Regions from separate parts of the Mus musculus genome. Here all the other regions are linked to region 1. Evidence: chromatin contacts called from public HiCAR-type and promoter capture Hi-C data. All regions are on one chromosome and are shown on one strand. The core of a region is the stretch at or near the end of the contact, and the rest is flanking DNA. Distances in the headings are between cores, read along the strand shown. Region 1 holds the start of 6330415G19Rik (RIKEN cDNA 6330415G19 gene). Region 2 holds the start of Zfp948 (zinc finger protein 948). Region 3 holds the start of Zfp983 (zinc finger protein 983). Region 4 holds the start of Ube2i (ubiquitin-conjugating enzyme E2I). Region 5 holds the start of Zfp995 (zinc finger protein 995). Region 6 holds the start of Zfp947 (zinc finger protein 947).

Region 1 (5,001 bases), core at 1,362-3,861:
TGAGCTGCTGCCAGGCACTGCATGGCCACCCCAAGATCTTCCTGCTCCAGGTCTGCTGTGGGGGTGAGGGACTCCGCCTCCAGCCTGACCCTCTACCCTGCCATTCCTCTGCCTCCTACATTTCCCACACAGCTCCTCCAGGAAGCCTGCGGGCTAGCCATTCCCTGCCCCTCTCCAGCCTCCCCTGGAGTCAAGCCCACAAACTTGAACCTCTATGAATGTTGCCACCCCTGCAAGCCTGCCTCGCCCAGAGATATCCTGAGGTTCCACTGAGTAAAGGTATCTGCCCCATCCTTCTCCAGGGAACAGGGACCCTGGTGTGGGGTCAAGAGCTCTCCCATGGTACCGTCATTGGCTGAGAGCACCCCGAGCCATCCCAACCCAGGCAGATGTTCTTCAGATCCATGCTGATGCTCCAGGTGGGTCTGCTTTTCTTCTGGAGCCTGGGCTTGGCACACAGGTGCTGGGAACCATTCACACAGCACACTACTAGGCCTGGTAGCTTGGAGTTTGCTGCTTTGCCAAGATCCAGGGAGGAAATGTCTTCCTAAGCTGTGAGGGACTCTGAGGTTTCTGCTCCTAGCTGAGTCTGACAATTTGGGAGTTAGCAAGAGGACCTAGCCTCTCTGAGTTCATACAGCCTGGATGCTGTAAGGCTTGTGGGTTTTCAGCTCCACATTCTTTCCACTGTCTAGTGCTGCCCCTGAGCCAGAGATGACAAGACACTGGGGCAGGTGGAGTCCCTGGATGCTGGTAATGGGAGTTGACTCTTTTTGCAGACAACCTTATCTCCACTCCAGGGAGCTCAGGCCAAGCAGACATCCTTACTGTCTCTGCAGCTGTCGAGGGTAAGAAACCTATGGTTATGGTGGGCCTAGTTTCCTGCCCCATGGCTTGGAGTGATAGCTTCACTCTCAGCAAGAGTCCAGCCCCAGTTAAGTCACTCTCCTCCTACAGGTTAGTCCTTAGAGTCAGGGTTAGAATGGCAAGCTCCTGTCAAATGCTCCCTTGTGTAAGTTCTAGGACAGGACAGTCCTGCTTGCTTCAGGCGCCTGTCCACTGTTTGGTACCTAGCAAGTCCACAGTAAATATTTGTTGTACATTGATTATACCCAAATATTCACTCTACAAATATCGGCAACTTCTTCCTGATGCAAGAAGTCCCTGACCCTGTGCTGGTCTGAAGCCAGTTACCCAGAATGCTCTCTGCTTCCCCTCCTCACTTCTTCCACCCACAATAGGCCACTGAAGGTTGGGATGTCAGCCCAAGGTTGACTCTGACCCCATCCCCTCACCTAGGCTGTGTGGCTTATCGGGATGAAAAGGGCTCGGACTTTGTCCAGACACTGGTGGAGGTCATCAGAGCCAACCCTGGAAGAGATCTCCTTGAGCTGCTGACTGAGGTGTGAGGAACGGGGTTAGGAGGGGAGAAAGAGGGGCTGGATCTGTGGGAGTGTTCTCATTACCTTCCACTTAACCCAGGGAAAGGAGAAGCAAGGAGAAGGCTCTCTCTCTCTCTCTCTCTCTCTCTCTCCCTCCCTCCCTCCCTCCCTCCCTCCCTCCCTCCCTCCCTCCCTCCCTCCCTCCCTCTTGCCCTCACATCAAGAGATGCTCAAATACAGGGCACATTGGTCAGACAAACTCAGCAGCAGCTATTACATACACTAAATAAAGTTCAGGAGAGGAGGACACCAGAAGCCATTGGGAGGAGGGGACTGAGGTGGGGGGTATACTGGGAAGTAGAAGGAGCCAGCAGGGGGTGCAGGAAGGGAGGTGCCACTGGGTTGTTACAGAATAGGGTCAGTTCATTTGTACAGTTTTGCAGGCTAATAGGGAGGTCCTCTTCTTGTGTTGAGGTCAGGGTGGGCAATGCTGGTCTGGCTGATTATATGATTATATATATGGGGTGGGGAGCCTTTCCCTTTGGGTGGGGGACTTTTTGGTTGAGAGCAAGGAGCTCATGTAAAACTGCTGGGTTAGTATTAGGCTCAAAGATGATTAGGTAGCACTTGAAATTTTAGGCTTACAGAACAACAGACACAAGAGTCGGTCATTGAGGAGCATGCCTGTAGCTGGGAGGTAGTGGCAGGACCAGAGACTGAGACCAGCCTAGGATTCATAGACTATTTCAGAAAGTATCGACCTCTCCGCAAAAACCCCTCCAGCAGACAATGACTGCAGTGGGTGTGATGGACTGAGCCCCTCAGGGCCTAGCTGAGTGTCAACAGGGTCAACAGGCGGGTGTGTGAGCTGGACGTCCTGGGGCCAGACAGTGATGAGCTGTGCAAAGCCTGCCTGGAGATCCGCAGCTTGCTCAGGCGCCGGCTCTGTTTATAGGACGAGCAACCTCACCACTTCCCCTACATCCCCTCTTCACACCCTGTCATCGATGCAGCAGTTTGGGCGTGGGAGCTCACATAGCGCCAATAAATATGTATGTGTTCATGATCGGCGTGCTCCGGAAAATGTATGCTCTTTCTGAAATACGTGAGATAATGGGGAAAGTTACCTGGTAGTAGATAGGGGATCGACTGTGCTCTCGGGAACCAGAGGTTGAATCGGGTCTGTGCTTCCTGTCTGGGACTACGGAACCTCACAAGGCTGACCTGGATATGCTGGGAGAGGCTTAGGGAGAAAGAAGTTCTGGGAAGGATCATCTCCGGAACTATAACTCTCGCCTCGCTGAGTCCCTGATGCGGGCGGTCTCAATCTCCACATGGCGCTGGGGCCATGGAGTTGCCAGAGAGGCGAGCCAGCACGGGTCTGGAGACTGGAAAAGACAATTGTGGATACTTCAGTGACGTGATAGGGCAAGTTCATGTGGGTTGTCCCTGGTCTTGAGTTGAGGGCCAGCCAATGGAGGAGATCTGAAAGACGAGCCTCTAGGATCCGGAAGGGCTTCTGCTGACTGACTGCTCAGGAGTCTGATTATATCGGTTCAAACTTGTGGAGGCTCCTTTGAGACTGTCACTAAATAGATTGGCTCAATAGGTAGGATTTTTCTTTGGTTTAAGCATGCGCAGTAGGCGCTTGAATAAGTCTTATGGAGAGAGCTAAGGCCTGAGTCAGTGTAGGGCCGCGTGGCCTAATGGATAAGGCGTCTGATTCCGGATCAGAAGATTGGGGGTTCGAGTCCCTTCGTGGTCGCTGCGTGCATTTGCTTTTTAAAAACCTACCTTAAAATTTCCCATTCTCAAATTTGCTTTTCAAACTCTTGTCTGGTACCCCGGAAGGAAGACCAGCATGTTTGTATTAAGTAGGTGAAGTTATTATCTCAAGACAGACTACGAGCAGCTCGAATTAGTGCCAAGGAAAGGAACCGAATAGATGCTAGATTGGATTGCTTACGTGGTGGGTGGGAGGTGTCCCAAGGGAACGTTAAAGACATTTGATTAAAATAAAAAACTCAGTAGGCTATCTGGGTGAATGCAATTGTCACTGAACTGAACACTTGAAAATAACTAAAGCAGTAAATTCGGTTTATATGTCCACAGCTTTAAAATCCATGAAACAGTAAGAAAATTAGATTTCTTACAATGTCCAGGCACACCTGTAATGCCGGTATTTAGGAGGCGGAGGCAGGGGAATTAAAAGCCACTGGGCTACATGAGATCCTGTCTCAACAACAACAGAGGCGTCTCCTTACAGGTCCAGTGTAAATATAAATTTTTAAATAGCAAGAATATGTCCCAGATTGAGTTGACATTTAACCTGGTGTGTGTGTGTGGGATATCTCTATTTAAGGGATTCGGTCTAAGTGGAACCGTTGTCATCCCTACAACTCCCAGGAGAACCACAGAATGGGAGGGCGGGGTACCAGCTCACGTGACAGAGCCTTGTGCAGAATAATTTTCTCTTTAATGTTACAGTGGCTTAATAAAGCTTGCAAATATGTTATATCAGACACACACATGAGATAAAGGAGAGTCAAAAGGACACGAGGATAACGCAACTGGGCCGGAACCCACAAGCCTCAAGCCAAAACTCGACCTCAGGTTCTTCCGACTGTGCTGTTTAGTTGTTGCTGTTGTTGTTTAATTTACTTTAATTTTTTTGAGGGGGGTGGGTATCAAGTAAAATATATAGGCCAGTTGTATACTCTATAAAGAGAAAGCATGAAGACCTGTCCCTACCAAGTAACATTTGGTTGAAGAGACGGTGGAAGACTGGACAGAGACCCGGCACAGTTATCCTGGACAGGGAACCGGCACTGCAAAGCACATACATTATCGTGCCGGCTCCAGTTTCCTGCATCCTGCATCACAAACACGTTTTCCATCATACTGGTCGTCCGGGTTCAAAGGGCTCATTCAGTATTGGAATCTTGGATATCTTGCACCATAGAAAGACGCGTACCTGTTCTGTAAACCAGTGAGCAAAATAAAAGCAGCGATGTACGTGTTTCAGTCGCCTCCTTACAAGTGCGTCCTCCTTTAGATCTTAAGGGTGCTCGGGGCCCGGCAACGTTAGAGCCGGTACCTTGGCTGAAATGGTACACACGGTTGATGGACACGGAAAGAACCCAAAGACTCAGACTGGTGGAACATCCATAACGTCTCTTTCTCGTCAGCCCCGGTGGCCTAATGGATAAGGCATTGGCCTCCTAAGCCAGGGATTGTGGGTTCGAGTCCCACCCGGGGTAATGAGGTGTTTTAGGCACTTTTAGGTAGCTGGTAAGTGAGCTGAAGAGAAACGGTTCCTTGCAGGTGGTTTTGCTTTCAAAATTTTGTTTTGTTCTCAAATAAATTTCAACCTACCATTTCAAGGTAATGTTTTGTTTTCAAATAAATGTCAACTTACCATTTCAATATAGTTCTGGCTGTCCTGAAATTCACTTTGTAGACCAGGCTGGCACTCGAACTCCGCCTGCCTCTGCCTCCCGAGTGCTGGGATTAAAGGCGTGCGCCACCATAGCCGGCTCAAGGTAATGTTTTGTTTTCAAATAAATACGCTTTCACTTTACAAAATACCATATGGTTTTATTTGAACGATTTTTATGTA
Region 2 (5,001 bases), core at 1,318-3,817, 2.0 Mb after region 1:
GGCATTATTTCCAGGAATGGTGAAATTGACACTAAAAATTAAAGAAGGTGTTAGAATAATAAAAGATCCAAAAATTATTAAACATTACATCTGGAGGTCTTAATTTATAATTTTATAACATATGAAAATCATTGAAATGAAAATCATTTAATATTGGTATGTAGATCAGTGATATGCGTGGAATAAGGACAGCATCACTCACACGCACAGTCAAGTAAAATCGTATTGCCACCTAGCATCAGTTCTTCTGAACAAAGTCTTCTCACTTCTACAATAGGATAATCCTGAAGAGATTTTTGTCAGTGGAAGTCTCCAGAACTATTTCTAGTGAAACAGAAGGCGGCAAAACTGATTTCATGTCCCACTTCCACATTCACTTGAATCCCTTACCATCCCTTCACCAATCCTCCAACATACCTGGATCCTTAGCTACTGTGTTCTCCCTCTCCACCTTCTAGGTTTCCACAGATAAGCAGGTCTGGGTGATCAGCGAACCCTGTACATGAGAAAGTGATTCTTCAAAAAGCACCTGGATTTGTAACATAGTACTGTGATCAGTAGGTTAAGAGAGGATTGCACAATGATCCCCCCCAATTCTCATGCAGTTTCAGAATATTGAAAATATTTAGAAAGCATTTTTGGTTAGCATAAGTTGAACCTCACTTCTATTTATAGATCAGTGAAAGCTGGTGGGCAAAAATGAAATGGAATGATATGGATGAGAATATTATATACTAGGGAGGTCGTTATTTATCCTGGACTAAAAATGATGGACGCCTTATACCCCCAAAGGGATTAAAAATCCTTATACCCCCAAAAGCTTGCAAAATAAAACACCAAAAACCCTGAGGAGGAGCAAGGGAGGCTGGAAGCAAACTATTCTCACCCATACAAACCAGACGGCTGTAATTCTGCAACATCCAGTCTCTGTACAAAGCCTCCCCAGCATGGTCCTGACATTGCCCCTCCTTCTTGAAGAAGTCCACAGTCACACCAGTGGCTGTGAACTGACCACAAAGTACAAAACAGCAGTAAAAATATTTGTCTTGGTTCACACCTTTAATCCTAGCACTCAGGAGACAGAGTTGGGTGGAACTCAGTGACTTCCACTCCAGCCTGGTCTACAAGGTGAGTTTAGTCCAGATGTAGCAACAGAATGGGCTCAGGGATCAAACACAGCAAACAAAAGAACTAAAAAATTACAGTTTGGTTGTATGTCCATAGAGTCCTTTACTAGAAAGGAGACAAAAGACTACTATTGACATTTTTCTAATATAGAAGAGTTAATTTTTCAAAAGACGCTTTATAGTTTTATAGTTTACAACAATACGTTTCATTCGTGTTTTCATTTTTCTTCTCCCGTTTCCAATAGACGGGATTTCTCCATAGCCCTGACTGTCCTTAAACCATGTCTGTATACCAGGATGACAAGGATCTTCTAGACCTACCTGCCTGTTTCCCAAGATAGGGATTAAAGATTTGTGCTTATAATGTCCTTTCTAACTGTGAACTGTAACAGATGTGCAGCTTAGTTGTCATGTGGGCCCTGTAACAACTGGAGCAGAGCCTGTCTCTGACTCTGTTGTCTGCCTTTGGATTCCTTTTCCAACTGGGCAGTCTTGTCTAGCCTCAATGGTAGATAAGCCTAGTCCTACTGCAACTAGACTGGCTGAGCCACTGGACTCCTCCCCTTCTCTGAGGAGAAATGGAGGAGGAAATTGGTGGAGGAGAAGCAGGAGGAATGGACTGGGAGGAGAGGAAGTGGGGGGAGGGGTGGTGTTTGCGATAGAAGTGTAAAGTAAATAAATTAATAATGAGAAATAAAAGTTTACTTATAAATGTTAATGTTCACAACCATACCTATGTAATTTGCAAAAATAAAATATTCTTTCAGATTATTTGCAACCACTCCTTTATATATAGTATCTAAAAGATATCCGGGGATGCCAAGTCACTGTAAGTCTCCTGGTAAAACAGGCCAGTTAGAGTGAATGAATGTAAATTTCAAGAGCTTTTTCCTTTTAACCTGAACAAACAGAATTGGTTTTCAAAAATCAATACATAAATTCAAATATTCTACTACAGTATTCTAATAGGAACATTTGGCATTCAGAAGTCAATTTAAAAAAAAAAAAAAAAAAAAACAGGATTAGTCCGATTTATGTGAGCTAAAAGTTCTCGACAAGGGAAGAAAGACATCTACAGCAGAATTCCCGAGCCAGGTTCCTTAGAAGCAGAAGACAAACCGATCACACCCTGTTCCCTTCCCGCCCTTTTCCAACCCCACAGCTCCTCTGACCTGGGCGGTTCCAGGGCCGCCTGGCTCCGGTTCTCGCCGCTTTGCGACTGATTGCTGATTCCTCCAGGATGCCCCGCAAGGCACCCGCGGCTGCCTGGAGTTTTAGCTTCCCACGAAGTCCTCTGTGTCCTCTGACCCCAGGTCTGAACCACGCGATTCCCCACGGGGCAGGGCCGCGAGCTCTGGACCTGACAGGTCCTTGACACTTCTGGTTCTTCGTCCCACGTTTCCAGCCTCCCACACCCAGTTTCCAGCTTCCGTTCACGTCACTGCCCTAACTCCTCCCACTGGGAATACTCCTCCCACTCGGAACACTATGTTTTCCACCCCCACCTAATGTCTAACAACCTTCCACCATGTTTCTGGGTGAATATCCCTGCCCCGCGAACACGTCCCTCCCACTTTGTCTCAGGCTTCCTGCCATACAGCTCCAGCTGTCAGGCTGCTTCGGACCCGCTATGCACAGCCTCCCAGTGGCCACTGTCTGCCTAGACCAGAACTGGGCCTAATAGGACGCTGCACCCCGGTATCTGATCCCCATCCTGGGTACTGAATCCTTTAGATGCAAAATAGCCTAAAACTAGCCTCTAGGACACATACTTCATACCAAACAATAACAGGCTAACTTGAGAAGCCAGAGTCCCATTCCCAACACACAAACATAGGAAGCCAATACCAAATTCTGAAAATTTGACTATGGTACAGACATTCAAAGAACTTGGATTTTGAAAAAAAAAAAGAAAGGTGTCTAAAGAAGTCAGTAGTCATCGTTTTGTCATCAGCATAGGGCTGAAGTCATCCCGCACTGTACTGCTTTCACCACTAGATGTCATTTTACTAACTCAGAAAGGCATTTGTCTTCTGTGAGTCATTCACGAGGCTCTTTTCTCATGACAGATTTCTGGTGGATGCAGACTCTTGGCTAGCCCAGTCGCAAAAAAAAAAAAAAAAAAAAAAAAGTAAAGTACGTGGTTCTAGTCATAAAAAAGTCTGTTACTCTATAACAACTCCAGCTCTGGGAACACTGAGGAAGAAGAGTAGGTTAGGAAATAAGGGAAAGAGGGAAAAGGGCTAAGACACACCATCCTCTAGATCCCATACAACTATTGTAATCAGTAACCAACAGCAACTGTCCTTCCCTGCACTGGCCTCACACAAGACCACAGTCAGTCTAGGAAGTGGAACAGCTCTCTATATGTTGGCTATGGATAGAGTGTAGAAGAATCACTGCCTTTAGTTGTCATCCTATACTGAGCACATCAGACTCCAGCAAGGTCTCACAAATGACTCTGGTTCATCTCAGTGATCCCAGGCAAAAATGAATGGAGATGAACACAGTAGAGTGACTGTTGGAACTGTGGACCATAGTGAAGAGGTAGGAGGTGAGAGTGGCAGTATTTGAAGTGGGCACAGAAACACACAATGCTGTCATGTGTGTGTGTCTGTGTTTGTGATATATCTAATAATAGAAAAGGGGGGGGGGTATTTATTCATCCATTCATTATAGACAGAGTTTCTCTGTGTGTACCTGTGTTTAAAAGCTGGTGCTAAGCCGGGTGTGGTGGCGCACACCTTTGATCCTAGCACTCGGGAGGCAGAGGCAGGTGGATTTCTGAGTTAGAGGCCTGCCTGGTCTACAAAGTGAGTTCTAGGACAGCCAGGGCTAAACAGAGAAACCCTGTCTCAAAAAAACAAAAACAAAACAAAACAATACAAAACAAAACAAAACAAAAAAACGGTGCTAATGTGACCAGATCAATTGTTTAATTTTAACACCAGTGTGAGATTTCTTTTTGGTTGTATCACTATGTGGTGGGATTTTTGTTTTTTGAGACATGCTGGCCTGGAAGTCACTGAGATTAGCGTTCCCTGCCTCTGGAATGCTAGGATTGATTCAAGGCATACTCCACCATGGCAGGTTCAGTATCTCGTTTACTATCAGGTAATAGAGTTTAAGAGTCTTGATTGTTGTGTGTGTGTCAAGAAATATTAAGTGTTAAGCTGATTTGTTGTTAGTTCTTTGGAGTTCTGATAGACTCCTGTCATTCTACTCATGGAGTTCTTTTAAGGATGGCATCTTATAATTGCTTCAGTCCCATTGTTTCTCTTAGTTTTATTTATATTATTTATTTCACATTGTTTATATTTGGCATGTTATATACATCATTTCAATTAGAGTATTCTATTTAGTAAAATAGAAGTCTTTAATATCAGTAAACAGAAGATCTTATTAGCACATTTCTATCAAGTTAGTTGAGCCTTTACCTTGCGTAACTATCAGAACCTTATGAGCTGGGCAGTGGTGGCATATGCCTTTAATTCAGGCACTCAGGAGGTCTCTGTGAGTTCCACATCAGCCAAAGTTACACAATTGAAACCCTGTCTCTACAAACAAACAAACCAACAAGCCAATCAAACACATAAGAAAACAGTATGTATAGTCAGGCAAGGTCTTGTAAGCCTTCAAACCAAGCACTCAGAAGGCAGGAACAGGGGAACTCTGTGTTCAAGGCCCCCCTCGTCTAAATAGAGAATCTAGGACATCTTGCAATACACAGAGAGATCCTGCCTCAAAATAAAACAGACTCTTCCCTGAGGAGGAGCTTGTATGAACCCAGAATCAGCCTGCAAGCTTCCAAAGCAAGAATCTAACCAACAGTCTTACTCAGTTATGATGCCGATAAACCAAATCAACAATCATC
Region 3 (5,001 bases), core at 744-3,243, 1.9 Mb after region 1:
AAGGGGCTGGGTGGTCTTGAACTTTATTTTGGACTCTACATAACATCACTCACATGCACAATCAAATAAATTTTATTTGCCTCCTAGCATTCAATTTTTGTGTAGGAAGAATTGTAGGACAATTCTGAGGTGATTTTGTCTCAGTGGAAGTCTCCAGAATTATTTCTAGTGAAACAGAAAGTGGCAAAACTGATTTCATGTCCCACTTCCACATTCACTTGAATCCCTTGCCATCCTTTCACCAATCCTCCAACATACCTGGATCCTTAGGTACTGTCTCCTCCCTCTCCACCTTCTAGGTTTCCACAGATAAGCAGGTCTGGGTGATCAGTGAACCCTGCACATGAGAAAAAGAGTATTTAGCAAGCACCTTCATTTCTGGCACAGCACTGTGCTCAGGAGATAAAAAGAAAATTCTACGGCGATCCCCCAATTCTCATGCAGTGTCAGAATACTGAAAATATTTAGGAAGCATTTTCAGTTAGTGTAACTTGAACCTCACTTTCAGTCACAGCTCAGTCAAGTCTCAGGGGCACAAATGGAACTGAATGACTGGGATGAGAATATGATACACTAGAGAGGTTCTGAATTTATTATGGACTAAAAAAGGATGGAAGCTTTACACTGTCAAAGATCTCACAATTGCAGAATAACTTGCCTCTTCCTGAGGAGGAACAAGGGAGGCTGGAAGCAAACTGTTCTCACCCACACAAACCAGAGTGCTGAAATTCTGCAACAAGGCCTTCCCAGAAGGGTCCTGACACTGCCTGTTCTTCTGGAAGTCCACAGTCACACCAGTGGCTGAGAAATGACCACAAAATACAAAACAGCAGTTTAAGTCCTTGTCCTGGTGCACACCTTTAGTCCCAAATGTAGGGATTAAAGGCGTGTGCCAATACCACCTGGTTTATAATGCGCAAACTGTGAAAATACTGTGACCTATACCCTCAAATAGCCTACTGTGCCTTTCCAGGTTCTAGGAACTCAGCACAAAAACACGATTTTCTTTTCTTTCTTTCTTTCTTTCTGTCCTTTTGTTTTTTGTTGTTGTTGAGACAGGAGCTCATCATGTAGCTCTGGCTATCCTGACCTCACCAAGCAGACCAGGCTGGTCTCCAACTCTTTGATCTGCCTGCCTCTGTCCTCCCTCCCCCATGCTGGGATTAAAGATGCATGCCAACAAGCCTGGTGCATTTATAGCAGAATATTGCATTTACATCAGGGAGTGCATGTCTCCGAAGGAAAGGTAATGGTGGGTATAGAGTTTACTTTTAAATGTTAATGGTTAAAACCATATCTATGAAACTCGCAAAAAAATATGCTTTTGGATTCAATTACATTTGCAGCCACTCCTTTCATGACTGCTGTCTAAAAGCTCTCAGCAGATGCCAAGTCACCAAGTATGTTCACGGGTATAACAAGGGAGTTAGCATGGATGAATGTAAATTCCAAGAGCTTTGTCCTTTTCACCTAAATAAAGAGAACTGTTTTGCAAGCATCAAAAGATAAATTCAAATATTCTCCTAGACCACTCTACTATGAATATTTTGGCAATCAGGTGAACAATAAAAAACAAATCAGGATTACTTCAGTTCATATGACCTAAAATTGTGTTGACAAGGGAAGAAACCCACAGCAAAACTTCAGAGCTTGCTTCCTTAGGAACAGCAGAGAAACTGATCACAGCCTGGTCCCCTCCCTCCCCTTTCCCAGCCCCTCAGCTTCTCTGACCTGGGAGGATCCAGGGCGGTAGGGAGGCGGGTCCAGCTGCTGCACTGCAGACTTCCCCACCATTCCCCGCGCGGCGCCCACGTCAGCCCCGAGTTTTACCTTCCCCGAAGTCCACCCTGTGTTCTGACCCCAGGTCTGCACCACATGATTCCCCACGGTGCAGGCCTGCTTGCTCTGCACCTGAACAGGTCATTGACACTCAGGCTTTGGCTCTCAGTACAACTACCCAGGCCTCATCAGCCGGTTCCCAGCTTCCGTTTACGTCACCCCCTAACTCCTCCCACTCTGAACACTTTTCTACATCACACACCCGCCTCAACAGGCCACATCCTCACACCCTCTGTTTCCGGGTAAGTGGCCCCGCCTTACGGAGATAGCTCCCTCCCATTCTGTGTCAAGCTGCCTTCCACACAGCTCCAGATGTCAGGCTGAACAGTCTCCCCTCATGCTTGCTGCCAGCCTAGACCAGAAGTGAGAAGTGGACCTGCTAGGAGGCTGTGCACCCAATGTTTGACACACACAGTGAGTTTTGAACCCTTTATATCCAAGATAGCCTGACACCTGGACTTGACAACCAGCCTCTGGGCTACATAGTTCATACCAAACAGCAACAGGCTCTCCCATCCCAACACACAAACATGAGAAGCCAAAATACTGAAATTCTGACTTAGGGAGAGACATTTAAAGAACTTAAGTCAGAGATCTGGTAGCTTTTGCTACCAGCCCAAGGCAGAATTCACCCCGCAGTGTACTGCTTTCACCACAAGAAGGCAGACTTGCCAGTTCACTAACTCAGAAAGACATTAGCCTTCTATGACTCATACTTAAAGTCCTTTGAGAGAAAATATAGAATTTCTTCCTTCTGTCGTTCCTTCCTTCCTTCTTTCCTTCCTTTTTTAATAGAGTGATGGGTGCAGAGACTCTTGACTATCCTGATAGAGAAAATAAGTAAAACTTAAGCCGTCAGCTACACCATCAATCTCTACCTCTGGGGACACCACCAAGGAAGAAGAGGTGGTTAGGAAATAAGAAGGGAAAAAGGAGGGGAAAGGCTAAGACACGACACAGCATTCTCCAGACCATACAACTATTGTAATCAGTAACCAACAGCAGCTGTCTTTATGTGCACTGGCCTCACACAAGACCACAGTCAGTGTAGGTTAGGGAATGGCACACACAACCTCTCAGATGTTGACTATGGATAGATTCATAGATTCTAGAAGAGTGATGTGCCTTTAGCATATCAGGGTCCAGCACACATCAGGCTCCAAACCCACAGTCTCACAAATGGCTCTGGTTCATCTCAGTGGATCACAAGCAATATGAATAGATATGGACACAGTAGAGTGACTGTTGGAATTGTGAACCAGGATAGTGGAGAGGTAGGAGATGAGAGTGGGCAGTATTTGATGTGAGCGCACAAATGCACACACACATTCTGTGTGTATATACATGTATATGTGAGTGTAAAATAGTTAATAATAGAAAGATTGGGAGGATTCATTCATTCATTCATTCAGGACAGGATTTTGCCATGTAAACCTGTTTTTAAAGGCAACAGTTTAAATGATTACATCAGTCTGTAATTTATTGCTTGGTAGCATCAGTATCTTATGGGATTTTTGTTTTTGTTGACTTTGTTGTTGTTTTGCAAGATAAGTTGGCCTTGAATTCACTGAGATGAACCTACTCTGGCTCTAGCATGCTAAGGTTACAGACATGTGCCACCATGCTGGACTCATTATCTGCTTTAGAAAGAGCTAATATCAAGAGTCAGGAGTTGTCATTAGTCTCCCTGTGGGAGCCCCACATTTTATGGAGACTTTGGTGACTCACTGTAACTATTGGCTACAGGAGGCATGCAGCCAGCTCTTAGAGTGATTGATGGACTAACTGCACAGCAGAGGCATTTAGCCTTGCACCTCCAACCCCCGAACCCCTGACTAGGCAAACATCAGTCCCCAGCTTAAAAAGCTATGGTTCAGAGGCAGTGTCTAGGAAAGGGCTGGCGTTCAAGCCTATGATTTGTAGCCCATGGTCTCTGCTGCCTGGCCCGCTGTCAGCTCTGGGGGGCACAGCTCTTTCTTTCTTAGCCTGAGATATGAAACCCTGGAATCACGCTCAGCAAAACAGCATGCATTCTAACCTGTACTCGGAACCCTGACCACATAGCTAGGGGAAAACCCAACATTGGCAAGGAATCATTTCTCTTTCGTTCCTAGCTGCCATCATGGCTTTTATCTTAAAGGGATAACATGCCTTTTATCTGCAAAACTGAAATAATTTAGATTAAAGGAAGTTTGTGTCACATGTTGGTTTTCCAAATGTTGTAGTAAATATTAATTGGGAGTTTCTACCTTGCCTTAGATCATTTACTTCCCAAATAAAAAACACAAAACCTTTATATTTATAATAAGCTTTAAAGCATTAGAGCTGAGCAGATATCAACCCTCTAAGGAATTTTGTTTATTTTCTGTCAATACCTCCGTGATATAATTTGCCACCTTTCTCCTTGGCTACTCTTATCCAATTGGTCCGTCCTCGTGACCACTGTCTCATTATTCATCTAACCCAAGGCATCTTCTTTTCTCTTTACCTCTCTGCTCATGGTCTCTGCCTCAGATTACAAGCCTGGGAACTGAAACCTGACTACCTCCCTTCTACCCAACTACAGGCTGTTGACATCTTTATTCAAATAATAGTTTTAAATTAAGGAGCAAGTTTACATAACATTATTTGGTGTGTGTATTTCTTAGTCCCTGGGAGCAATAAGACCTTGGGGCAAGTATTTAGCACTACAACCCATAGCAACAGAATAAACCTCACGATCAAAGAATTATTCAAAAATTCATAAGAAGTATTGCTTTTTTATGTCAAGAATTATTAAATGTTGAGCTGCTTTATTGTTGGTTCTTTGAAGTTCTGATAGAATCCTGTCATTGTGGTCTTGGGATTGTTTTCAGGGTTGCATTGTATAGTTGCTCGAGTGACACTGCTACCTGTAGTCTATTTTATATTATTTATTTCATGTTGTTTACAATTGGTATTTTATATGCACCTGGATACTCATTTATTTCAATTAGAGCTTACAATTTAATATAACAGAAGTCTTTAATGTCAGCAAACATAACATCTGCTTCTTAACTCACTCCTATGAAGTAGTTTGTGCCTTTACCTTGGGTACTGTCAAGACATTACAAGCTGAATATGGTGATGCTCTCCTATAATCCTAGCACTCAGACCTAGCCAAGCAGGTCTCTGTGAGTTTAG
Region 4 (5,001 bases), core at 1,799-4,298, 1.7 Mb before region 1:
GCCCTGAGGTAGCAGAGGAAGGTTTAGGAGTACCCAGCCTTGGAGTAGCTAAGGCATTTTAAAGTTAACTGGCAAGCATGTGTGTGTGTGTGTGTGTGTGTGTGTGTGTGTGTGTGTCCTCCATTCACGAATCCAGATAGCTCCTAGGAGGGTGTGTGCATGCGAGCCAAAGCCATGGAGCACAAACTCACTGCTACACTTGGCTTCCCTTTACACCCAGAGAGATGGCCCCAGTCAAGACCCCTGTCCACTGAGAATGCGTATCTTGAAAAATATAAAGTTTCTAGGCTGATATAGCCTCCTACTCCAGTCCAACCCAGCCAACTCCACATTACCATTCCTGACATTCCCTCTAGCACAAGGGCCTTTGGGTCTTAACACGGCATCTGCCCGGATATGAGTTCTCTGTGCTGGTTGAACTCAGCACCCTGGACCAATGGGAAGTGTCTTCTGCATCTACTCAGCAAACAAAGTGGTGCTATGGTGTTGTGGATTTGGTTTATTGCTTATATTAATTGGGTTCCCAAATTACATGAGAATTCACACATCTGCATGCAAGGCACAGTGGGACCCTACCAATTGGCTCTAATTGGTAAATAAAGTTGCCAGGCTGCCAATGGCTGGGCAGGGAGACTGAGGTGGGACTTTAAATAAGAGTTTCTGGGCAAGGGAACCATGGGGAAAAGAGGGATTTTTAGAATCGCCATGCTGGGGAAGCAGGAGGATCAGTCTTGAGAGCTGTAGGAGAGAAAGCATACGGCCATGTAAGAGCTGAGGATGAGTGGCCCCAGGGGGCCCTCCCCAAATAGTGTCTGGGGTAGCAAAGATGGAATATAGATTTTAGTAAATGATAAATTCAGGAGTCTCAGAGGGTAGGTGTTAGCAATGTGGAAGGTTGGGAGGGGCCCAGCTGTTGGGCTGCTTAGGGCATATTAAAAATAAGGCTGCATGTGTGTGTCTTTTATTCAAGAATCCACATGGAGCCGGGGCAGTGGTGGCGCACGACTTTGATCCCAGCACTTGGGAGGCAGAGGCAGGCAGATTTCTGAGTTTGAGGCCAGTCTGGTCTACATTGAGTTCTAGAACAGCCAGAACTACACAGAGAAACCCTGTCTCAAAAAACCAAAAAAAACAAAACAAAACAAAAAAAAGAATCTACATGGGATAGTCATAAGAAGTGCTTGCCTGCTAGGGAGATTAGAGTGATTTGCATACTATCACTACACCATGGCGTTACATCATACACTCCTGCTCTAAACCTTCTGCAGTGCCCTGTGGACCACAGATCAATCCTTTCAATAACTACATACGACTTCCAGCTGCCTCTCCACGCAGTCTTTCCCTCAGTCTCATTCCTGCAGAAAATCCAATATCCGTGAGTCCAGACCAGGCTCAACTGTGACCCTAGCTGAAAAGTAGATTCCAAAGTGGATGTGGTACGATTTGTGCAATTTAGGGGTGGAATCACATAGAACAGGACTTCAAGGTCAGTTGGAGGCCAGGCAGGGATAATGCATAGGACCCTAAACTAAAAAAACAAAGTAAAAAGATTACTGGGCCACTCAGAGCCACCGGCCACAAAATGAGAGCCCCCAGACAATCTGCTGATAACTTTGGTCCCAGATGGTACAATTCACAGGCCAACATCCCTAAGTGCCCAGGAGCCACCAGACTTGGAAGCTGTTTTGCAGGCTGGGATGGATCCAAACCAGATCTGTTGGGGGTACAGATCTAGTGTGTCAGGAACTTGTATCTAAGCCGACCTTGTCTACAACTCAGCCCCAATGAGAGACCAAGGTCCCTCAGGATCTGGTGCTCACTGTGATCTTAACTCTTAAACAGTACGGCTACGAACAGGAGGAATTAACAGGGTGAGCTCCAGGGAATGTTGGACAATTGTGGGCAAGGGGCATGGGACCTTAGTTCCTGTTTTGGGGCACCCAACAACCTCAAAAGGTAAGAGGAGAACGAAGGAAGGAGAGAGTGGTGAGTAGATGGACGGAGATACTGACAGATGAACACTGGAGTCCCTGGCAGCAATTGGACCCATAGTCCAAATTCCCAGGAAGCCCTTGTTGGCTGCAACTGGCCCCGAAAGGCCTCCAGCACGTGCCAAAAAAAAAGGAGCAGGCGCCAGAATGGCCACCAGGGGGCCAGCCGACGGTTCTAAGTACCCGTCCCGTCGGTGAGTCGGTGAGGAAGCATCCGAGCTGGGTTGCAGAGGACTGGCCGAGGAAACTGGACTAGGCCACGGCGTGACAAAAGCGTGTCCAGCGGGGCCAGCAGAAGCCGCACAGGGGTTTCAGGTGGAACTAAGGTGTGGGGTGCGGCACAGGGAAGAGGCCTGGGGCGCGCGCGCGGGGGGGGGGGTCCGCGGGTGCTGCCCCTCCCCCACGGCGCAGGCCCATTCCCCTCCCCCACTAGGGGGCTAACTCGTAGGTTAGGGAGCATCCACATTTCTCTCCCCGTCGGTTTTGCTTGCGTTTGGCCCTTTGTATGAGGCTAGTTCATTGGATAGTTTCGAGGTTCACCCCGCCCAAGTTCCTGAGCTGGCCAATTGCAGAAAGTGTCACAGCGCGCTAAGTTCCGGGGATCGTCACCGTACTGCGACGATTCCCAGGATGTTTAGGCCTCAGTGATCTTTGCTCCCGGGACTCGGGCCTTGAGCCCAAGGATACCTCCAGAGCCTGTGCCCGGGAAGGTGCCCTCTGAGCATCCGGATGACCCTTGGGAATCTATGCTTCTTTTTCCTCACACGACTCTCTGATGTGTCCTCGAGTGGACGCGCTCATCCCGAAGAGGAGTTTGCAGACGCTCCCTCGAGCCTAGGACGCGGCCCCTTTAAGAGTGCGGCCGTTCAGGGCACCGCCTGCTTGGACAGGCGCCCTGGGCTCGGGCTCCTTAGGCGGTCGCGGGCAACGAGGGCGCGGCAGCCGCGTGCGGGCTGCGGGAAGCTCGTGTTTAAGTAGACGCGTAGGCCACCGGACGGGAGGGACGGTAAGCTGAGCAGGCGTGTGGCGGGCAGCCCAGCTCAGGCCCCGCCCCGCCCGCTGGGGTCCTGCGCTCCGTGCTGCGCGCGGCGGGCGCGGAGGGAAGTCCCGAGACAAAGGAGCGCCGCCGCCTCTGCCGCCGCGACGGTCCGGGCCGCGGTCGCCCAGGTGAGCCGCCACCGGCCTGCGCACGCACTCCCATCTTCGCCCGGACTCGCCGCCGTTCCCAGTGAGCTTCCGGGAGGCGCCGAGCGGAGCCACGGCGGCCTCCTCTCGCTCGCGGCCTCCGAGTCTCGGCCTTCGGGGCACTAGGGCCCAGCCGCTGTGCCACGGGAGAATACAGGGTTGGGAGCACGGCCCACTGCCCCCCTACTCTTGGCGAACTGAGTTCCGCCGACCCCGCAACAGATAATCTGAGCTTCCCAGTAGCTCCCAGACGCGTTCTGGGCGGTGCTGGGCTCCGTAGTTAGGCGAGTGAGAGTGCGGAAGGCCGTGAGTACTGGGCCGTGTCGGGGCCTGTAAGCACCCGGAGTCACATCAGAAGGCTTCGTTCGTTACCGAGACGCTAGGCTTGTAGCTTGGGTTTTTGTGGGGGAGTCTTGTGTATATTCTCTGCCCCACCTTCCTTTATTCTTAAGGAACTGTTGTTTTAGTGGATGAGTTAGTTACCTGCCTGCATAGCAGAAAACGGGCGTCGAAGGGGAGTTTGTTTTCTTTCTAAAGGTATTCAGGCTGTGAGTGATCGCAGTCCTGCCCTCCTCTGGCTGTCTCTGCCACTGGAAACTTAACAAACAGCGTGGTATACTTACTGAAGGATCCTTAGGGCCTACAGTGTGCATTCGAGTAAAAGAGGCCGCTTCGCCCTATCCAAGCCAGCCGTAGTGCCTGGTACCCATGTTCCCTCTGCCGAGGTGGGCGGAGATAAGCAACCTTGCACAGGCTCTCTGACCGGTAAGTAGCTCTGAAGTAGGTGGTGTCGCCAGACAAATACTGTACACTGTAGGAAGCCTGGAGTCATAAGACCCATCCCTGTATGTCCTTCCTGTCTCTAGTAGTGGGGAGGGGAATGGTTTTTTGGTTTGGTTTGGTTTAGTTTGGTCATTGCATCACAAAACTTTTAGCTCGTGAAGTGACTGTTTGCCTGGGAAGGCAAGTTGTGTTTAAGTGGCTTTTGGAGTGCTTGCGGGAGCAGCAGCACTGCCCCCCAAGTTTCTGCCTAGATCATTGCCAGGGTGCTCCTAGGGTTCCTTTTCCTCGACCGTGGGGCAAAAGGCCTTTAAGAGTTCTGATAAGAGCCACCTCTCACTTCTCCCTGTTTTTGAGACAGGATCTCTTGTAGCCAAGGCTAACCTTGAACTCTTGGTGATTCCCTGGTTCTGTCTCCTTAACACTGAGTGTCCAGGCAAGAGCAGTTGAGCTAGCTTCTCGGTTCTTCTCACTTAGGATAGCTGCAGTTGGATGCTAGGACAGAGTTCTCTGGGCACACAACTTTATCCTGAAGTCAGTTACAGCTGTCCCAACAGCTTTGTGTGGCCCGGTGTCCAGGCTTCTTTCTCCAGAGCACTGGCCCCGGGCTCCAGAGAGAAACCTGTTAGGAAACCCTGCCCAGACTTGCTTGCCATCTTCTGCCATCTGATTGGCTGGATGAGGATAGCTGCTTCAGTGGAAGATGCTAGAGAAAGAGATTGGGCAGGCCTGTGCGTTGAGAAGTTGAAAAGAGGGACACATTGGAAGTGAAGCCCTATGCTCCAGTCACTCTTAGATGAGCGCCACCTGGGTCGTAAATTGCCTAAGAGATGACTATTAGGGCAGGTTGGGGTTTTGTGGCAGAACCTTGGTGCTTGTTCCTAGACAGGCTCTACTCCTGTGCTAGGAAAAGACAGTTGGGTTTGGGCTGGACTCTCTGTTTTGGACTTGAGGTCTGTAAGAGAGGAGCCTTGCCTTTAATTTGTATACTTTGTGATTTGGTATTGGAGTTTGTGGAGCATAAGTACTGTCTGTTGTGATTTAT
Region 5 (5,001 bases), core at 998-3,497, 1.6 Mb after region 1:
GGCATGTTCACCTCATAACATGCAGAAATGGCCTTTGACAAAATAGAACACCCCTTCTCCATAAATGTTCTGTAGGTATTAAAGATTCAAGAGACATAACTGAACATAATAAAGGCAGATTACAGCAAGCATAGAACCAAGATCAAATTAAGGGGAAAGAAACTCAAACAATTCCAGTAAAATCTCTATCTATTTAACATAGTACTTGAAGTCTTAGCTAGAGCAGTGTGACAACTGAAGGAGAATAAGAAGATACAATTTGGATGGCAAGGAAAGAATTAAAAATACCCTATTTATAATTGATATGATAGTATACATAAGTGACCCAAGAATTTCCACCAAGAAACTTCTATAACTCATAAACACTTTCCCCAAAGTAGCTAAATACAAAATTAATGCACAAAAATCAATAGTCTTCCATTATACAAATGACAAACTGAATAAAAGAAAAAATTCAGGAAAACGACACCTTTCACAATAGCCTCAAAAAATATAAAGTATGTTGGTGTTAACTCTATGCTGTTGAGGTTCTGTGTTTTGCTCATATTGTAATGCTAAATAGTGGCCCAAGGCCTGGTTGCCTCCTAGGGATCAGAGATTCTGCAGAGACTCAAGTGATGTTCTTTATCCTTACCCCCAAAGTGATCACTGATTGGTGAATAAAGATGCCTTCAGCTAATAGTTGGGCAGAAGAGAAATAGGCTTGGTGGGGAGGTGTGTCAGAGAAGAACCCTGGGGAGAAAGAAGGTGGAAGAAGAGGAAGCCACCATGAGCTAAGAGTCTTCGATAATGGCCATGTTGGCTGGCTAATTGGAGTTCAAAGCAACCAAAATAAAACATGGCAAAATATAGTGGGATTAATAGTTGGGAGATAGACATACTAATAGCATAGATGATATATACATTCCTAGTACTAGGGCTGATAAAGGCATATTATGAAGATTGTGTATGTCTTTTACCTTGAAAGTGAATAATCAAAACCTGGGTAGAAACAACAGTTGAGATTATATGTTTTCCACACCACATTGCAAGCAAGTATAAGACATCTATGATAAAAGAATCAAGTTTTTGAAGACAGAAATTAAAGAATATACTAGAATGTGGAAAGATCTCCCAAGCTTGTGGATGAGGAGGATTCACATAGTAAAACTGGCCATCCTACCAAAAGAAAAATATATATTCAATGCATTCCTTACCCAAATACCAGCTTCTGTGTTATAGACCAGAGTGATAAAATGATGTGTCAGACACAAATGCCCTTTCCCTTGAGAATTCAAGTATTATTACGTCCATTTTCCTTACCGTTCTGATTCTGACCACGATTCCCGTCTGCATGGAATTTTAAGTACTATAAACTCACGTCAGAAGGCATTTTATTTTTCCTGGCTATCAAAATTCTGTTGTGCTATCACTGTATTTTTGCTTACATGAACTGGGGCTGACGCTGATGTTTTCATTCATGTTATGGTTGTCAGACTATTTGTAGGAAAATATTTGTGCAAACTATTTGCATTATCTATTTTCTTTGCTATTGTGGCCATGACAAATCTCTTGGAGTTTAACTTTATCAGTGCTTTCCAACTGCCCTGTTGTACACCTTGTTGTTTCCACAGAGTGACCGTTGTCCCTGGAGCTCCCCAGAGAGCTTGCAGAGCACCCTCCCACCATTCTCTGTTCCATCTGTCTTTATCCACATTTTCATCTCAGTGGTCCCTCTTATACTTCATGTATGCTTTGATACATGCTTTGGAAGGAAGCCAAATTTTGGGACTCATTTTTAGTTTTGTGTGTTGGGGTGCAACATAGAAATTGGAATTTATCTCTTAAAGTCTTGTCTCTCTGGCCTCTTCCTCCCTTGTTCCTTCCTCTGCCCTCCATTCCTTTCCACCCTCTCTCCAGGAGGGCAAGGCCAGTCTCCACTTACCTACTCTCTCCTTCTCTCTGTCTTTCTTTGCCTCCATTACTCTCTTAAAGCCCCACCCCATGCCCTAAATAAACTCTACTCTACACAAAAAAAAAAAAAAAAAAAAAAGAATTTAGGGTCTAGGTTATATTTTGCTGTGCGATTGTAGCCTAGGAGGCTAGTGTCCAAAGGTAAGAAGTTAGGCTGCCTCTCTATTATCTGAGGGTTTCAGAACTCACTCTCAGATGTCAAGAGTTCAGCTTCCTATGGAACCAGTTTTTTTCTAGTCTGTCAGCAAGCAGTAGGGAGGTTGTGCAGAGCAGGTCCGCAGGTGGAGCTGTGTGGCAGGAAGCTGATGACTGAGCAGGAGGGAATGGAATCCCCGGGGCAGGGATAAAGGCAAGACCAGGACATTGACCAGAACAGGAAAAAAGCAGTAGTAATTAAGGAGGGGAAAGCTCTTGCTCTCAAACTGATTTGGGGGACCACGTGACCATAACCACGGTTTATTGGGCGGGTCTAGGAGAGCAGCTCCTAAGATCCAGGCCTGAGTGACAGGAACTTCCACCGATCGTCTTTCTACCTTCCGGTTTCCGCATCCTTGCCCTTTCTGGACCCGGAAAAGTCTCCACAGACGCGGTTTTGTGACTGTGGACCTGGGAGAGTCAGCAGCGCAGCGGCGGGCACCGCAGCCCGGCGGCCCCGGAAGGTCCCAGGTCAGAGGAGCTGCGGGGCTGGGAAACGGGAGGGAGCGGAGCAGGGGGATGTTTTCCGCAGCTGCTTTTATGGATGCCGCTCTCACAGTTCTGTTGTAGATATCTTACCACTGACCAGAAGTTTGAGATCCTGTGACCTGGGATTTATCGTGATTTTTTAAAATTTATCTTACAGTTACAGGAATATTCAGTCATAAAATCACTGTTAAACCAGAACACCCTACCCGCCCCAACCCAAGCTCCCTGGGACTAAACCACCAACCAAAGAGTAGACATGCAGGGACCCATGGCTCCAGATGCACTTGTAGCAGAGAATGGCCCTATTGGTCATCACTGGGAGGGGAGCCCCTTGGTCCTGTGCAGGCTCAATGACCCAGGGTAGGGGAATGCTAGGGCGATGAGGTAGAAGTGAGTGTGTAGGTGGGGCAGCACACTCTTAGAGGCAGGGGTAGGGGATAGTGGGTTTGTGGAGGAGAAACTGAGAAAGGGGATAACATTTGAAATGTAAAAATATACCCAATAAAAAAATGGAAAAAAAAAACTTGTAAAAGGGCAGTTGCACCATCTATTTCCTAATGTGCCAATTACAAAGATAGTGGAAAGTGAATTTGTTCTTGCTTTCTTGCTTTGTTTTACTAATTGCTTATTCAAGAGAATGCCTTTGGCCCGGTTAATAGGCATCCCCAGAGAGCTTTGTATATACTATTATATGAGGAACCAGTGCAGATTTATTGAACCAAAAAATATACTTTATCGAGCCCTACTGTTATGGGTGTAAACACTAATATTTACTAAGCAGACATTTTAGTGGCCATGAACTTTTTAATCAGAGTTGTATGCAGTTTAGGATGTAAGTAAAACATTCAGAACTATGTCTTCATATGCTGAGTTCTTATGTTACTCCTTGGGTCCAGGCAAGCCCAATATTGGAGTCTCTTCGACACACTATACATTAAAATAAAGTTTTAGAAAACATCTTTTGAATAATTATGATCACTCCCCTGTATCAGAAAATTGTCTCTTTGGTTGAAGGAAAGCACTCTGCCCTCACATAGGTGGCCAAGCTGTTGTTTTTTACTCTAGGGTTTGTTATCATTCAGTGCTGTGTCAGTGGACTTCTTGTAGGAGAAATGGGAATTCCTAGACCCTGCAAACAGGGCTTTTGGCAGAGATCTCTTTTGGACAGTGCAGCAGTCTGGTTTCTGTGAGTGACAATAATTTTCTTGAAGTCTCTCTAGCTCCTCCTCAGGGTTCAAGGGAGAATGAATGTGCATGTGTCTGAGCCTACATGCTTAGAGGAAAAGAGACATTTATATTTCTGATATTTTCTCTCTCCTTCATGTTTATCCTTTTTTAGGCATCATTCATTTTTGTTCCATGAAAAGTTCTGGGTGCTTTCTGAAGACTCTTTCCCATGTGCAAGTGTCTCACTCCTCAGGTAGTTCAGCTTACCTGTGAAACTGAGAGCCCTGGATGGTGAAGAGAGGAAACTAGCAAAGATCCAGGTATGTTAGAGGGAGTGAAGAAGGGATGGGGAGGGGCTCAAATCCCAGTACAAAGAGGACATGAGATTTGTTTCGCCAGATTCTATTTCATTCTAAATATTTCTAGATAATTGCAGTGAGAATAACATCAGAATATCCCCACTGTAGGGTTTAGAAGACTTTCTATGTAAGAAGTAATTCACAGAGGCAAATGTAATTTCATTGGTTTGTATGTGAGAGATATTGTCCCCTTCCCATTCACATTCCTGATCATATCTTCCTACCAATATTAAACATTTTTATTGTTATATTCTTATGTAATGTTTAGTCAGAACACTTGATGCCTGTTATTTTTTTTTTTCTGCTCATAGAGTTTTAGAGCATTATGTAATTCCTTTAAGTTGTCTTATCTTTTACGGTTAGTTTCTCAGTTACCTAAAATAATGCCAGCAAGATTTTGATAAGATTTGTTTAGTAACTTTGCAAGGTATTAAACTCTGTCTATATTACCTTCCCACTGATACCCGCTGTAGTCTGTCTTCTTATCATTTGTGCAAGATTTGCATCCCCACCTCTCATCCCCACCCACTAGACCTACCCACTCCCTGAGGCCTCAAGTCTCTTGAGGGTTAGGTGTGGAGAAGACATTTTTTTACTCTGCAATCTTTAGTAGGTTTGAAGAATTTTTTTCTTTGTTGTTATTTTTCTTTTTTGAGACACTTTGTCTAGGTAGTCCCGGAAGTTCTGGAATTCAGAAAATAAGCCAGTGCTTGAACTGAGACATCTGCTGCCGCAGCCTCTCCAGTGCTGGGGTAAAAGGCTTGCACCACCTGGCCTTTCTGACTTGTCCTGACATGACCACACTTGAGACTTCTGCATGAGGTTTGAGAAGATTGTT
Region 6 (5,001 bases), core at 1,269-3,768, 1.4 Mb after region 1:
AGATCTCTTCAAAGATGTTCTCACCCACATACAACTAGCATGAAATGGATTCAGTACTTTAAAAAGTTGAAGAAATGGCCTTTGTGAAAATAGAACACCCCTTCTCCATAAATGTCCTGTAGGTATAAAAGATTCAAGAGACATAACTGAACATAATAAAGGCAGATTACAGCAAGCCTAGAACTAAGATCAAATTAAATGGAAAGAAACACAAACAATTCCAGTAAAATCTCTATCTATTTAACATAGTACTTGAAGTCTTAGCTAGAGCAGTATGACAGCTGAAGGAGATTAAGAAGATACAATTTGGATGGCAAGGAACGAATTAAAAATACCCTATTTATAATTGATATGATAGTATACATAAGTGACCCAAGAATTTCCACCAAGAAACTTCTATAACTCATAAACACTTTCCCCAAAGTAGCTAAATACAAAATTAATGCACAAAAATCAATAGCCTTCCATTATACAAATGACAAACTGAATAAAGGAAAACAACACCTTTCACAATAGCCTCAAAAAATATTAAGTATGTTGGTGTTAACTCTATGCTGTTGAGGTTCTGTGTTTTGCTCATATTGTAATGCTAGATAGTGGCCCAAGGCCTGGTTGCCTCCTAGGGATCAGAGATTCTGCAGGTACTCAAGTGATGCACTTTATCCTTGCCCCCAAAGTGATCACTGATTGGTGAATAAAGATGCCTACAGCTAAGAGATGGGCAGAAGAGAAATAGGCTTGGTGGGGAGGTGTGTCAGAGAAGAACCCTGGGGAGAAAGAAAGTGGAAGAAGAGGAAGCCACCATGGGCTAAGAGTCTTAGATAATGGCCATGTTGGCTGGCCAATTGGAGTTTAAAGCAGCCAAGATAAAACATGGCAAAATATAGTGGAATTAATATTTGGGATATAGATATATTAATAGCATAGACCATAGATACGTTCCTAGTTCTAGCACTCATAAAAGCATATTATAAAGATTGTGTATGTCTTTTACCTTGGAAGTGAATAATCAAAATCTGGGTAGAAACAACAGTTGAGATTATATATTTTCCACAACACATTACAAGCAAGTGTAAGACTTCTATGATAAAAGATTCAAGTTTTTTTTTAAGAAAGAAATTGAAGAATATACTAGAATGTGGAAAGATCTCCCATGCTTGTTGATGAGGAGGATTCACATAGTAAAACTGGCCATCCTACCAAAAGAAATCTATATATTCAATGCATTCCTTACCCAAATACCAGGTTCTGTGTTATAGACCAGAGTGATAAAATGATGTGTCAGACACAAATGCCCTTTCCCTTGAGAATTCAAGTATTATTACGTCCATTTTCCTTACCGTTCTAACCCTGACCATGAATCCTGTCTGCATGGAATTTTAAGTACTATAAACTCACATCAGAAGGCATTTTATTTTTCCTGGCTATCAAAATTCTGTTGTAGTATCACTATATTTTTTCTTACATGAACTGGGGCTGATGCTGATGTTTTCATTCATGTTATGATTGTCAGACTATTTATAGGAAAATATTTGTGCAAACTATTTGCATTATCTATTTTCTTTGCTATTGTGGCCATTTCAAATCTCTTGGAGTTTAACTTTATCAGTGCTTTCCAACTGCCCTGTTGTACAGCTTTTGTTTCTACAGAGTGACCTTTGTCCCTGGAGCTCCCCAGAGAGCTTGCAGAGCACCCTCCCATCATTCTCTGTCCCATCCGTTTTTATCCACATTTTCATCTCAGTGGTCCCTCTTATACTTCATGTATGCTTTGATACATGCTTTGGAAGGAAGCCAAACTTTGTGAGTCATTTTTAGTATTGTGTGTTGGGGTGCAACATAAGAAATTGGAATTTATCTCTTAAACTCTTGTCTCCCTTGCCTCTACCTCCCTAGTGCCTCCCCCTGCCCTCCATTCCTTTCCACCCTCTCTCCAGGAGGGCATGGCCAGCCTCCACTTACCTACTCTCTCCTTCTGTCTTTCTCTGCCTCTACTACTCTCTTAACTCCCATCCCCATGCCTTAAATAAACTCTTTTGTATACTTGAAAGAAAGAAAGAAAGAAAGAAAGAAAGAAAGAAAGAAAGAAAGGAATTTAGGGTCTTGGTTATATTTTGCTGTGCGATTGTAGCCGAGGAGGCTAGTGTCCCAAGCTAAGAAGTTAGGCTGCCTGTTTATTATCTGAGGGTTTCAGAACTCACTCTCAGATGTCAGAGTGCAGCATCATTCAGAACCAGTTTTTCCTAGTCTGTCAGCAAGCAGCAGGGAGGTTGTGCAGAGCAGGTCCACAGGTGGAGCTGTGTGGCAGGAAGCTGATGACTGAGCGGGAGGGAATGGAACCCCCAGGGCAGGGATAAAGGCAAGAGCAGGACCTTGACCAGAACAGGAAAAAAGCAGTAGTAATTAAGGAGGGGAAAGCTCTTGCTCTCAAACTATTTTGGGAAACCACGTGACCATAACCACGGTTTATTGGGCGGGTCTAGGAGAGCAGCTCCTAAGATCCAGTCCTGGGTGACAGGAACTTCCACCGATTGTCTTTCTACCTTCCGGTTTCTGCATTCTAGCTCTCTCTGGACCCGGAAAAGTCTCCTCCGAAGCATTTTCTTGGCTGCGGACCTGGGAGAGTCAGCAGTTCAGCTGCCAGCACTGCAGCTCGGCGGCCCCGGAAGGTCCCAGGTCAGAGGAGCTGCGGGGCTGGGAAACGGGAGGGAGCAGAGCAGGGGGGAGTTTTCCGCAGCTGCTCTTAAGGACGCCACTCTCACAGTTCTGTTGTAGATGTCTCACCACTGATTAGAAGTTTGAGATCCTGTGACCTGGGATTTATCGTGATTCTTTAAAAATGTATTTTACAATTACTGGAATATTCAGTCATAAAATCACTGGTAAACCAGAACACCCTCCCCGCCCCAACCTAAGCTCCCTGGGACAAAACCACCAACCAAAGAGTAGACATGCAGGGACCCATGGCTCCAGCTGCACACTTAGCAGGAAATGGCCTTATTGGTCATCACTGGGAGGGGAGCCCCTTGGTCCTGTGCAGGCTCAATGACCCAGGGTAGGGGAATGCTAGGGCGCTGAGGTAGAAGTGGGTGGGTAGGTGGGGGAGCACACTCATAGAGGCAGGGGGAGGGGATAGTGGGTTTGTGGAAAGGGGATAACATTTGAAATGTAAAAAAAATAACCAATAAAAACATGAAGAAAAAAAAAACCTTGTAAAAGAGCGGTTGCATTATCTATTTCCTAATGAGCCAATTACAAAGATAGTGGAAAGTAAATTTGTTCTTGCTTTCTTGCCTTGTTTTACTAATTGCTTATTCAAGAGAATGCCTTTGGCCCGGTTAATAGGCATCCCCAGAGAGCTTTGTATATAATATTATATGAGGAATAGTGCAGATTTATTGAACCAAAAATTATACTTTATCGAGCCCTACTGTTATGGGTGTAAACACTAATATTTACTAAGCAAACTTTTTAGTGGCCATGAACTTTTTAATCAGAATTGTATGCAGTTTAGGATGTAAGTAAAACATTCAGAAATATGTCTTCATATGCTGAGTTCTTATGTTACTCCTTGGGTCCAAGCAAGCCCAATATTGCAGATCTTAGACCAGACTATTGATTAAAAATAAAGTTTTAGAAAACATCTTTTTACTGAAGGGGTCTGCAACCCTATAGGTAGAACAACAATATGAACTAACCAGTACCCACAGAGCTCATATCTCTAGCTGCATATGTAGCAGAAGATGGCCTAGTCGGCCATCACTGGGAAGAGAGGCCTCTTGGTATTGCAAACTTTATATGCCCCAATACAGGGGAATGCCAGGGCCAAGAAGCCGGAATGGGTGGGTAGGGGAGCAGGGCAGAGGGAGGGTATAGGGAACTTTCGGGATATCATTTGAAATGTAGATAAAGAAAATATCTAATAAGAAAGAAAGAAAGAAAGAAAGAAAGAAAGAAAGAAAGAAAGAAAGAAAGAAAGAAAACAAGAACTGGATTTTTCATAAGAAAAGGGAATTCATTAGCTCAGATTTGGGGAGAAAAATGTTAAAACAGCATGGCACTATAATGTGCACTGTTATAATATGCACTCTAGCAAATGGCACCATTGCAAGGGTCATGTGAATTAAAGAGAGCTCATGTGAAAAGACAGAACTCTAAGGATGGGGATATCACAATCAGATACTCAGAAAGCTAGCACAGGCTACAATGAGAGCTGCATAGTTCTTTCTAATGGCCACTGATCAATGATATGTCATTAATTCTATGTCTTCAAAGTCTCAAGTCTCTTCGGGATGCATTTTCTAATACTTACTGAGTTTTTCAATTCATCCTCATTTCATCTTGAATTCCCTTCAATATTACTATCTTTTTAGTGAATTTACTTTCAAGCTTCTTTGTTATTTAATTGAGCTGTTTATCTTCTCTCAGGCTTCATTCATATCTAGTCTTAATACTGTGACCCTTTACTACTGTTCCTTATGTTGTGATGACCTCCAACTATAACATTATTTTCATTGGTACTTAATAACTGTAACTTTGCTACTGTGATGAATTGTAATGTAAATATCTTTGTTTTCTGATGGTCCATTGAACCTCAAAGGGGTGGCAATCCACAGGTTGAGAACTACTGCTCTATATGTGCAGTAGTCTTTTGATTCATGTTTTCTTTAAACTTCAATGATCTTCGATGAAGACCATGATTCTTCTTTGGGTTATGTGTTCTGGTATTCATCTAGATAATTCTCATAAAAGAATGATTCTATTTAAAAAAAAAAAAGAAAAGAAAACATCTTTTTATACTTATGATCACTCCCCTGTATCAGAAAATTATTTCTTTGGTTGAAGAAAAGCACTCTGCCCTTACATAGGTGGCCAAGCTGTTGTTTTAGAGTTTGTTATCATTCAGTGCTGTGACTGTAGACTTCTGTAGGAGAAATGGGAATTCCTAGACATGCAGATGGGGCTTTTGGCAGAGATCTCTTTTGGACAGTGCAGCAGTCT

What was found. Promoter capture Hi-C pulls out the DNA fragments that hold promoters and counts their contacts. HiCAR-type assays count read pairs that join an accessible place to other places. Capture Hi-C pulls out chosen DNA fragments and counts their contacts.
Region 2: a promoter capture Hi-C map of adipose tissue shows a contact between it and region 1, with 6 times the contacts expected there. The contact joins the promoter of Zfp948 here to the promoter of 6330415G19Rik in region 1. A contact is called at or near these places in 6 of 39 promoter capture datasets (the 3T3-L1 cell line, the C10 cell line, cranial neural crest and 3 more), 1 of 484 Hi-C or Micro-C datasets (muscle stem cells), 3 of 115 datasets of contacts at active chromatin or transcription factors (astrocytes, kidney and pancreatic cancer cells) and 1 of 9 other capture datasets (adipose tissue).
Region 3: a HiCAR-type map of astrocytes shows a contact between it and region 1, with 4 times the contacts expected there. The contact joins the promoter of Zfp983 here to the promoter of 6330415G19Rik in region 1. A contact is called at or near these places in 2 of 39 promoter capture datasets (the 3T3-L1 cell line and hippocampal neurons) and 2 of 115 datasets of contacts at active chromatin or transcription factors (astrocytes and large pre-B cells).
Region 4: a promoter capture Hi-C map of erythroid cells shows a contact between it and region 1, with 9 times the contacts expected there. The contact joins the promoter of Ube2i here to the promoter of 6330415G19Rik in region 1. A contact is called at or near these places in 2 of 39 promoter capture datasets (erythroid cells and neutrophils).
Region 5: a promoter capture Hi-C map of hippocampal neurons shows a contact between it and region 1, with 3 times the contacts expected there. The contact joins the promoter of Zfp995 here to the promoter of 6330415G19Rik in region 1. A contact is called at or near these places in 1 of 39 promoter capture datasets (hippocampal neurons), 3 of 115 datasets of contacts at active chromatin or transcription factors (the NIH/3T3 cell line, astrocytes and microglia) and 1 of 9 other capture datasets (adipose tissue).
Region 6: a contact with region 1 is called in a promoter capture Hi-C map of hippocampal neurons, with 4 times the contacts expected there. The contact joins the promoter of Zfp947 here to the promoter of 6330415G19Rik in region 1. A contact is called at or near these places in 2 of 39 promoter capture datasets (the 3T3-L1 cell line and hippocampal neurons) and 2 of 115 datasets of contacts at active chromatin or transcription factors (embryonic stem cells and large pre-B cells).

Annotation. Positions count from the first base shown.
Region 1 is chr17:23,548,409-23,553,409 of GRCm38.p6, reverse strand. 6330415G19Rik (RIKEN cDNA 6330415G19 gene) reads right to left here and starts at 2,611. Exons shown (of 2, transcript NR_126484.1): 1 at 2,510-2,611. It overlaps n-TRccg2 (a tRNA gene), which reads left to right and starts at 3,075; the gene lies at 3,075-3,147. It overlaps n-TRcct2 (a tRNA gene), which reads left to right and starts at 4,570; the gene lies at 4,570-4,642. It also overlaps the pseudogene Casp16.
Region 2 is chr17:21,564,544-21,569,544 of GRCm38.p6, reverse strand. It overlaps Zfp948 (zinc finger protein 948), which reads right to left and starts at 2,567. Exons shown (of 6, transcript NM_001002008.2): 1 at 2,300-2,567; 2 at 418-496.
Region 3 is chr17:21,647,603-21,652,603 of GRCm38.p6, reverse strand. It overlaps Zfp983 (zinc finger protein 983), which reads right to left and starts at 1,993. Exons shown (of 7, transcript NM_001357098.1): 1 at 1,732-1,993; 2 at 659-801; 3 at 259-337.
Region 4 is chr17:25,271,478-25,276,478 of GRCm38.p6, reverse strand. Ube2i (ubiquitin-conjugating enzyme E2I) reads left to right here and starts at 3,048. Exons shown (of 7, transcript NM_001177610.1): 1 at 3,048-3,158. Gm17801 (predicted gene, 17801) reads right to left here and starts at 2,355. Exons shown (of 1, transcript NR_027452.1): 1 at 951-2,355.
Region 5 is chr17:21,907,172-21,912,172 of GRCm38.p6, reverse strand. It overlaps Zfp995 (zinc finger protein 995), which reads left to right and starts at 2,247. Exons shown (of 5, transcript NM_001256493.1): 1 at 2,247-2,619; 2 at 3,977-4,124.
Region 6 is chr17:22,163,494-22,168,494 of GRCm38.p6, reverse strand. It overlaps Zfp947 (zinc finger protein 947), which reads left to right and starts at 2,518. Exons shown (of 5, transcript NM_177596.3): 1 at 2,518-2,676.